2 separate regions of the Mus musculus genome follow, and region 2 is linked to region 1. Evidence: chromatin contacts called from public HiChIP or PLAC-seq data. All regions are on one chromosome and are shown on one strand. The core of a region is the stretch at or near the end of the contact, and the rest is flanking DNA. Distances in the headings are between cores, read along the strand shown. Region 1 overlaps Mfhas1 (malignant fibrous histiocytoma amplified sequence 1). Region 2 has its middle 97 kb from the start of Lonrf1.

What was found. HiChIP or PLAC-seq counts read pairs in DNA pulled down with a chosen protein or histone mark.
Region 2: an H3K27ac HiChIP or PLAC-seq map of T-cell acute lymphoblastic leukemia shows a contact between it and region 1, with 3 times the contacts expected there. The contact joins two enhancer-like sites. A contact is called at or near these places in 6 of 39 promoter capture datasets (the 3T3-L1 cell line, embryonic stem cells, hippocampal neurons and 2 more), 1 of 484 Hi-C or Micro-C datasets (cerebellum) and 1 of 115 datasets of contacts at active chromatin or transcription factors (T-cell acute lymphoblastic leukemia).

Annotation. Positions count from the first base shown.
Region 1 is chr8:35,595,588-35,599,658 of GRCm38.p6, reverse strand. All of the region lies in intron 1 of Mfhas1 (malignant fibrous histiocytoma amplified sequence 1), which reads right to left. Among named protein-coding and RNA genes, the nearest start is that of Gm16793, 8.6 kb to the right of the region's middle. Within about 2 kb of position 2,423, at least 100 of the 459 cell types and tissues checked have an H3K27ac peak or open chromatin away from gene starts, as enhancers often do. A contact at or near this core is called in T-cell acute lymphoblastic leukemia, where this site is marked.
Region 2 is chr8:36,344,769-36,348,839 of GRCm38.p6, reverse strand. No RefSeq gene overlaps it. Among named protein-coding and RNA genes, the nearest start is that of Lonrf1, 97 kb to the right of the region's middle. Within about 2 kb of position 1,724, at least 9 of the 459 cell types and tissues checked have an H3K27ac peak or open chromatin away from gene starts, as enhancers often do. A contact at or near this core is called in T-cell acute lymphoblastic leukemia, where this site is marked.

The DNA.
Region 1 (4,071 bases), core at 1,174-3,673:
TTCCCTCAGGCTCTGCCTGGGATTTATGGCAACAAAGTATCCAGACTCAGTCCACCCAGGAGCAAGAGATGTGGGCGTTCCTTTCTACCTATTCTTCCTCGTCAAGTAAATTCAAGCCGGGAGTCAGTTTCTCTCTAAACGCCCGGATTTTTTTTTCCCCTAGAAAAATGAGAAGCCAGACATCTCACAAACATACGATTTTTATCTCTAGATGGTCAGATACCATAAATCATCACTTTAAGATCCTACCCCCATGGCCAACAGAGTGCATTTTATTTTATTCTCCTAAAACTCCCAGGTCAGCTCAGATGGCTGAGTATGGAAGGTATTCAAAGGTGACAGACTCAAGCTGGTAACTTGTCTGGTGTGGTAATTAAGATCCTAAAATTGAGATATTCCCAACCTTTACCAGCTTATCTATCTGTGGCCTAAGGACCAATCACTCAAAATGTACAAAAGAAACCATAAAAGCTCTATGTTGAAAATAGCAGTTCCATAGCCTCATTCTCTCTCAGGTGATCTTTGTCATCCTATGTGGGTCACATGTGGGTGAACACACACACACACATACACACACACTACCTGCCATACTCACTACCCTAACAAGAAGATCCCAATATGGCCATGAGAGAGATGTCCAGTCAACGAGGAAGCACCCAAACTCTTATTCTTAAGCCATTCCCTGCAAAGAAAGTTGGCACCGGAACCAGGTGGAAGAATTCCCGAGCAATCCATCCCAGGGAGGAGGCCCAGCCCTGCCTTGGTGCTCCTTGCCCACACAAGCACTTGGCTCGAAGGTCATTCTTGCACAGTTCAGTGAAGGTAGGAAATACCAGTGAGTTGTTCACTTTTAAATGGTTGATCTTACATTTGATAAATTTCACCTTGAGAGGAGGAGGAAGAGGGGAGGAGAGAAGGAGGGTGATGTGAGGAAGAGAAAGGGAGGGAAGAGGAGGGAGAAGGAAAGAAAGGGACAGAGGAGGAGGAAAGGGGCAAAAGGAGGTAGGGGAAGAGAGGGGAGAAAGAGAAGGGGGAGAGGAGGAGGAGGAGGAGGCACAAGAAGCAAAGAGCAGCAAAGGCATCTACGCTAAAAACTTGACTCATGAAGCCACCCCACCCCAAAACATTCTGTGCTAGCAAGTGCCATTGGACAGACTGTGAGAGGAAGTGGGGATAGCCTGGGTGCCCAAGGCCAAGGTTTGGAGCAGTAGGAACTTTCCAGAAGCAAGCAGGGAGAGCCTGTAGGCATCTGGCATCCAACAAAGCTGCCTGGCTCCTCTGGCGACCCTGTCCATCACACCCACTGTGGTCCACACTGTTTGTATTCTCAACCTTTCTGGGTGTCCTGTTAGAGAGAAAACTGTTGCTCAGGGTCTCATCCCTCATTTATTCTTTAAAGAAACCAAACTTTAAAAAAAAAAACCAACAAAAACAAAAACAAACAAAACAAACAAACAAACAAAAACTAGGCCTCAGTGTTTCCAGCAAGGACATTACACTGAAGAAATAAATGTTTTTGAGCACTTACTGCCAAAAATAAAAATAACTCCAAAATTTTCCTTCTCATTCTCTACAAATAAGTCAGCCTGCTGGCAAGGATATCTGGGAATTGTTATCGATGCGGCTGCCAAGTATGCAGTACACATGGGCTTGTCTATACCACAGTCAACCACTCATGGGCTTGTCTATACCCCAGTCAGCCACTTCACCAGGGTCTTTCCCTTGATCTCCAATCCATAGGCTGAACCCAGGGTGGAATTCTGGGAAGCAACATTGCCTGGAAGAGGGTAAAGCCACTGGGGAGAAAAAAAATCTGCCTTCCTGGATCCATTCCACTTCCACCAATCATAGCTTCATGTTCCTCCATCACTGAACCTCCCCCCTCCGCCCCCCCCCCCTACACACACAATGGACATCAAAGTTAAGGGGAAAGTATGAGCCAATCAGGGGAGGAAGAGCTAAGAGAACTCTGCTTTGGGAGGAAGAGTCACCAGTGCTCTAGGGGACTAAACATAAGGTCAGGTAGCAGAAGGCTTTAGGCAGCCAGCTCCTACATATTCAACGAGGTATCCTGACCATCTGTCACCTCTCCATCTATTTCTGTGAGAGTTTGTCTGCAAAGGGGAAGAACACAAACAAGAAACAAAAGTCGCATGGTAAACCTCTACCTATACACTTGCAGATAGAGGACACCAGAAACAACCCAAAACCCACTTGCAAGAAATTAGAGATAACACAGTACCTTGATCCCTCAGAAATGATGGCCGTGGAGTCCCTCCCACCCGCTCAGCCACTTCCGGTGCTGCCCAGCCGGCTGCCATGAAACGTCAGAAGGCAAAAGAAGAGTCCCTGAGACACAGTGCTGTTCCTCAGAGGAGGGGTGTGGTGGGGGGAAGTCTCTCAAGTCTCATGAGGTGGTCACGTGCGTTCTGTGAGTGTCTGAGATGCCTATCAGCCCTTCTGAAGAGAAGAAGGCAGTTTTCACTAAGGCCTGAGCAGCACTAAAGAATGTGTACCAGTGTGCTTTCACTTCCTGTGAGGGAAAGGCCACCAACCCCCAGAGAAAGATGAAATAATACCCCAAACTCCCAGCAATTGGTTTCATGTCAGAAAGTCTGAGCCTGAGAAACCTAAGGCCTGGCTGGCTGAGCCTGCCCTCAATAGATCTTCCCGTGCGCTTCCATAGAGACTGGCACGGAGCTGCAGGTGACAAGAGAGGGTAAAGACTTGGCCAGCACTTGCCACGGTTTTCAACAACTCAAACAGAAGCCCACTAATGATGGCTGCCGAGTCTTTCATCAAGGTGTTCCCTATGGGGAGACGAGAATTAAGAGCCAAATCAGGGAAAACTACCAGAAACATCCACTCCAGTACTGGCCCTTCCCACACACCTCTTCCTGTGCTACGGCAAAACCTGGTACTTCCTCCCAGCCACAGGACAAGCGCTATTATTCTAGATCCTTGCCTAGACCTCCCCAAACATCCCTGAGGGCGCCCATCCATGCGTTAGATATCAGTTGAAGAGAATGAGGAAGAGCCAGGCGCACCAGGGATCGAGGGAAGCAGGAAGCAGAACACCAAATAAACTGAGTTACAAACAAAAAAGTCTTTCTCTGGGACGTTCTCAGGTACCCGAGCACGGTACACCCTAGAACTGAAAGCAAAGACTCCTATAACTTAACCTAATTCGAGCCCTCTGTAGACCTCCCCAGTCTTTGAACTGCATTCTGCACAGCATTTTTTTCTTACTACATTATTAAGGTTTTTTTTTCTTTTTATGCAAAGCCCTACCCAATTCAATGTGGCCTGTTTATGAAAAATAAAAACCCAGGGGGGCATCAATATTAATACAGTGAAGCTAAAAAAGATATTGAATAAGCTTTGTGGAGTCCAAAAACAATGACTTAATTCAATCCGAGCAACTAGGTCATGCTCAGATTCCAGTAATTGTAAAATTTAGATATAATAAGGCAAGAACTTTGCTCCGCTTCAGTAGTCAAAATGAAGGGCCCATTCAAGGGCAAGTGCCGTGATCCAGGCCCAACAGGAGAGCTGGGACATCTGAGTGGAGGATGCATGCCAAGGCAGGATCACCATCCGGTACTACCTGGGAACCTGACAGTACAACAGAGAGATTCTTCACACAAAGCACCAGCCACTCCAAGGAGCACCAGTCACCCAAGGAGCACCAGCCACCCAAGGAGCACCAGCCACTCCAAGGAGCACCAGCCACCCAAGGAGCACCAGAGAGGTTTCCAGGGAGCACAAAGCCCCAGGCAGGTCTCTGCTTAGAGGAAGTAAGTGACCAGTCTAATCAAGAAAGAATTAGGACATATGCAACCACTCCTGGGAACAGAGAGATAGGCTAAGCACCAGCCAGATATGCACCATCAGACACTTAAACACACTCAAACCAGGACATACAGTCAGACTAGCACACAGCCAGACTGGCGCACACAGTTGGGTATGTACAACAGATAGGCACACACTGTCAGACAGGTACACACAGCCCGACAAACACACAGTCGGATGGGTACACACTATCAGACAGACATACACCATCACATGGCA
Region 2 (4,071 bases), core at 475-2,974, 750 kb before region 1:
AACACTCAAAACACAATAAACTACCCAATAAAGATTCAAGAGAGGGAGGGAGAAAGAACAAGAAGTCCATTCGGACCTGGAAGCGATATTCTAGAACATCTGCATGTGCCATCTGCTTAAACACGGTGATAACACTGGATACTGGCTCACTAGCACACCACTTCAGAGTTTGAATGCTTACTTGATCCTAGGCCTGGTGTGAAGTGCTTTTTGATGTAACCCAGATGCTTCCAAGCTCTTCGGCTTTCTATGGGTCTGTCTCCTTCAATACCAAGATAAAATACCATGAGCCTCCATTCCCCATAAAGCTCAAAGCCCTCAAACACCTATCACAATACTTCAGGAGCTTTCAGAGAGAGCCTCTGTGTGTGTGTGTGTGTGTGTGTGTGTGTGTGTGTGTGTGTGTGTGTGTGTGTGTGTGTGAGTGAGTGATGGGTAAGGGCAGGAGACTCTTGTCTCCTCTTCTAATTTCTTCTCACTGGCTGAGTTAGTCACCAGCTCTTCCTTTCTCTGCTGTCTTTGTGCCAGTCTGGAATTTTCTCTCTTCTGTTTGTTCCCATAAACTTCATCACACTCATGCTGGCAACATACTTTTCTGGGCAGTAGGAGGCAAAGATAAGTACACAGAGAACTGAAGACAAGCTGGAATATCCTACACCTAACGCTTCTCTTCTTTTACAAGAACTTTCCCATCTATATCTCCTTTCCTCCAAACTGCCTCAACCTTACATCCTGATCCCTGCACAAGATGAAGTGATCTGGACTTCAAAACATTACCAACATAGTAACCTAGACTTACAGAGACAGCCAAATAGCCTTGCCCATTGTACATGAAAGAAATACCGTCACAATGTTTCCTAACCCAGGCAGCAATTCTAAGCAGTCTCTCCAAAGAACATTCTTAGCCAAGTGTGTTAGGACATTCCTACAATCTCAGTCCTAGGGAGACTGAAGCAGGTGGTTACTGAGTTCATGGCCAGCCTAGACTATATAACATTGTATTAAGACTGTTTCCAAAGCACAAACAAGTGCTTAAAAATAACAACAGGAAGAAATGTGTGTTCTCCCACAAGCCTTGGCAACTCAGTGCGCACCTCAAGCAAGTGGCTGTCATCTTCATTTTGTAGATGAAGCAACTGGGGACTAGTATGGCAGCTTACCCAGCTGCAAGTAGCAAGAGTGCCCTGCAGCCTATAGACAAAAACTTTCACAACTTTATCTGGCCTGAAAGTATGAGTTTCCAGAGCCAGATCCTGGGTTTTGTCCCTAGCACTGCCAAAATGAAAGAGTATAGCCATATGCCCTCTACACTCTAGCGTCTATGCATCGCCGACAGAGAAAGGCAACACTGCCGGTGTTGAAGAAAGTGATAGCTAGAGTTTCATGGGCTGGGGGTGGGAGGAAGGGAAGACGTGAGAACTAGTCCAGGCAGGAAGTGATGGAGACTTGGACCAAGGGTGGATCAAGAACATTGGCAATTTGAGGGGGAGTAAGGACAATGTTTACAGTAGCTGCACATTTTTTAGTTTGAGAGACTCGTGTCATTTATTCATTGAACTACTAGTGGACACTTTGCTAGGCACAGCATGCTAGACACCAAAATACCAAAAAGATGATAGTCAGTGAAAATGATGCCTCTCACAGGTGAGACCTGCAGTGCACTGTCCAGCCAGCAGGCAACAGGAAATACCACGTCAACTGGCCTACAAAACAGAGATGCCCAGGGAACACCAGGGGGCAGTATGGGCTCAGCAACCGAAGGGATGCCAACTGCTAATGTCTACGAAGTCTTAACACTTAATCTGTCATTAATCTGTCATTGTCTTGGGTAGCCACTTAGAAGTTTTGGAAAGAATCTTAACTTATTCAATTATTTAAGCACAAACCTTCTCCTTTGGTGGGGGTTTTAAGCAGTGGGATATGTGAACTAATATTGTGTACCTCTTATGTAACAGAAATCATCAAAAACCTTGACTTGTCATAGGCCTAGGATGAGGGCCCTGCCCTTCCAGATGAGCAGATATTTCTAAATGAAAACACATTCCTGTTAACCTGCGCACTACTGTGTTTCCATGTTATAAACCAGTGGCTGCTCTTGAGGGTGAGGGCGAGGATGCTGCCCTCTGAATCTTAGGGTTTGTTACTGCTACACGGTTAGTGACTGAACCAAGAGCTTTGGGTTCCCATGAGTTTCCCATGCATCCCTTTCTGTACGTAGCATGAGCCCTCACCTTGCTTGCCATCCCATCCCACCAGATATCCCACCAGATGCCCGGTACACTTAGTAACCTCTTCCTCTCAAGCTGTTCCTGTCTTTTCTTTTTGATGAGCTCCCTGCCTTCCAAATCCTCACGCATCCCCTGCAGTAACCAGGTTCTGTCACACCTGCGGGTGTGAGAAACCAACCACAAACCAGCACAACAGAGGAAGAACTTAAGGAAGACCCCACCCCCACCCCACCCCACCCCACCCCCCAACACCACCACCATAGGACAGAAAAAGCATTGTCCTCTCTCAGAGGTACTTTAGAAAGACGCCATTGGCAGTTAGTGCTGAGCACACATTGTGCACCTGACAGTTGGTAAAGCTGTGGTTTGCATTTTGCTGTATTGAGTTCATCTTAATTGTTCAATCAATGGCAAATACTTAATATGTCTCTACTAGTCCCTTGTTTCATTTATCTAATTTCAAATTATTCAAACTCTTCAGGTGTTGATCCATAACATATTCAACAAGGTAAAAAAAAATAAGAGAAGCTTATGTTATAAAAAAAAATCTATCCATCAACACAGATATCTGTTTATGCAACTTAGTTGAACCCAAGGGGGGCAAAGAAAAGTACACATTGGAAAACTGGCATGAAGGAGAGAGAATAGATGAAAAAATAATTCAGTGGAAACATCTGGATATGAGGAACATCACAGAAGGCAACTGTCAATATTTTTAAGACAAAGTGAGCCTGACCCATTTTAGCCCCAAAGGCAACAGACATGATGCATGATCCCAAACCAGGAAAAGAAGTTGTTATAAGCATGAATTGCCCTTGGCACATGGTGGGACACATGTCCCTTCACTGCCATTACCCAGGAGCTAGGAGCAAAGCTTTAATTAAGTTCGAGGCCAGCCTGGGGTTTATAGCCAGACCTTGTCTTAAGAAAGAAAGACTGGATGGGCAGTCGTGGTGCACGCCTTTAATCCCAGCACTTGGGAGGCAGAGGCAGGCAGATTTCTGAGTTTGAGGCCAGCTTGGTCTACAGAGTGAGTTCCAGGACAGCCAGGGCTATACAGAGAAACCCTGTCTTGAAAAACAAAAAACAAAAACAAGCAAACAAATAAAAAGACTGAGATAATTAGAAAAAATTATATATACAGACTTTACATCAGACAGAGTATTATATCAATGTTACATTTCTTGAATCTGATCCTTGGGTCATAATTATGTAAAGGAATATTCTTATTCTTAGACTGTAATGGTTTGGATATGACCTGTGTCCGTGCTCATATTTTGTATAGTTGTTCCTCAGCTTTGGGCATTATTTCAAAGGGTGTGGAGCTTTTAAGAGGTGGAGCCTACCTAGTGAAAGTAGCTCGCTATGGACGGACCCTGAACGTCACACCCACTTTTGGCTCTGGCCTGTATCATCTGGTCTCCACTGTGGAGGAAGACTCCGTTATACATTCCCACAACCCATGGCTGCAGCAGGCCTTTTTCTCTATGTGACGCTTGAATCCCCTGAAACTAGGTAGCATAAGAAGCTTAAGTGGCATTTGTCATACAAGTCACAACAATGATACACATACATACATATAAACCTATGGGGAAAAAGACTAAGGCTGGGAAATTACAACAGAATTATGTTGAAAGAAACATATGCAGGGGATGAGGGGAGGGCTCAGTGGGCTAAGGAACTTGCTATGAAAGCGTAGAGACATGAGTTCAAATCCCTAGTACCTACATACTAAGTTATATGTAACCACATACCCTTATAATGCCAGTGTTGGTGGGGGTGGAAGCAAGAGGATTGCTGGGGATTGCTGGTTGCCAGACTAGCTTCGAGTTCAGAGAATGGG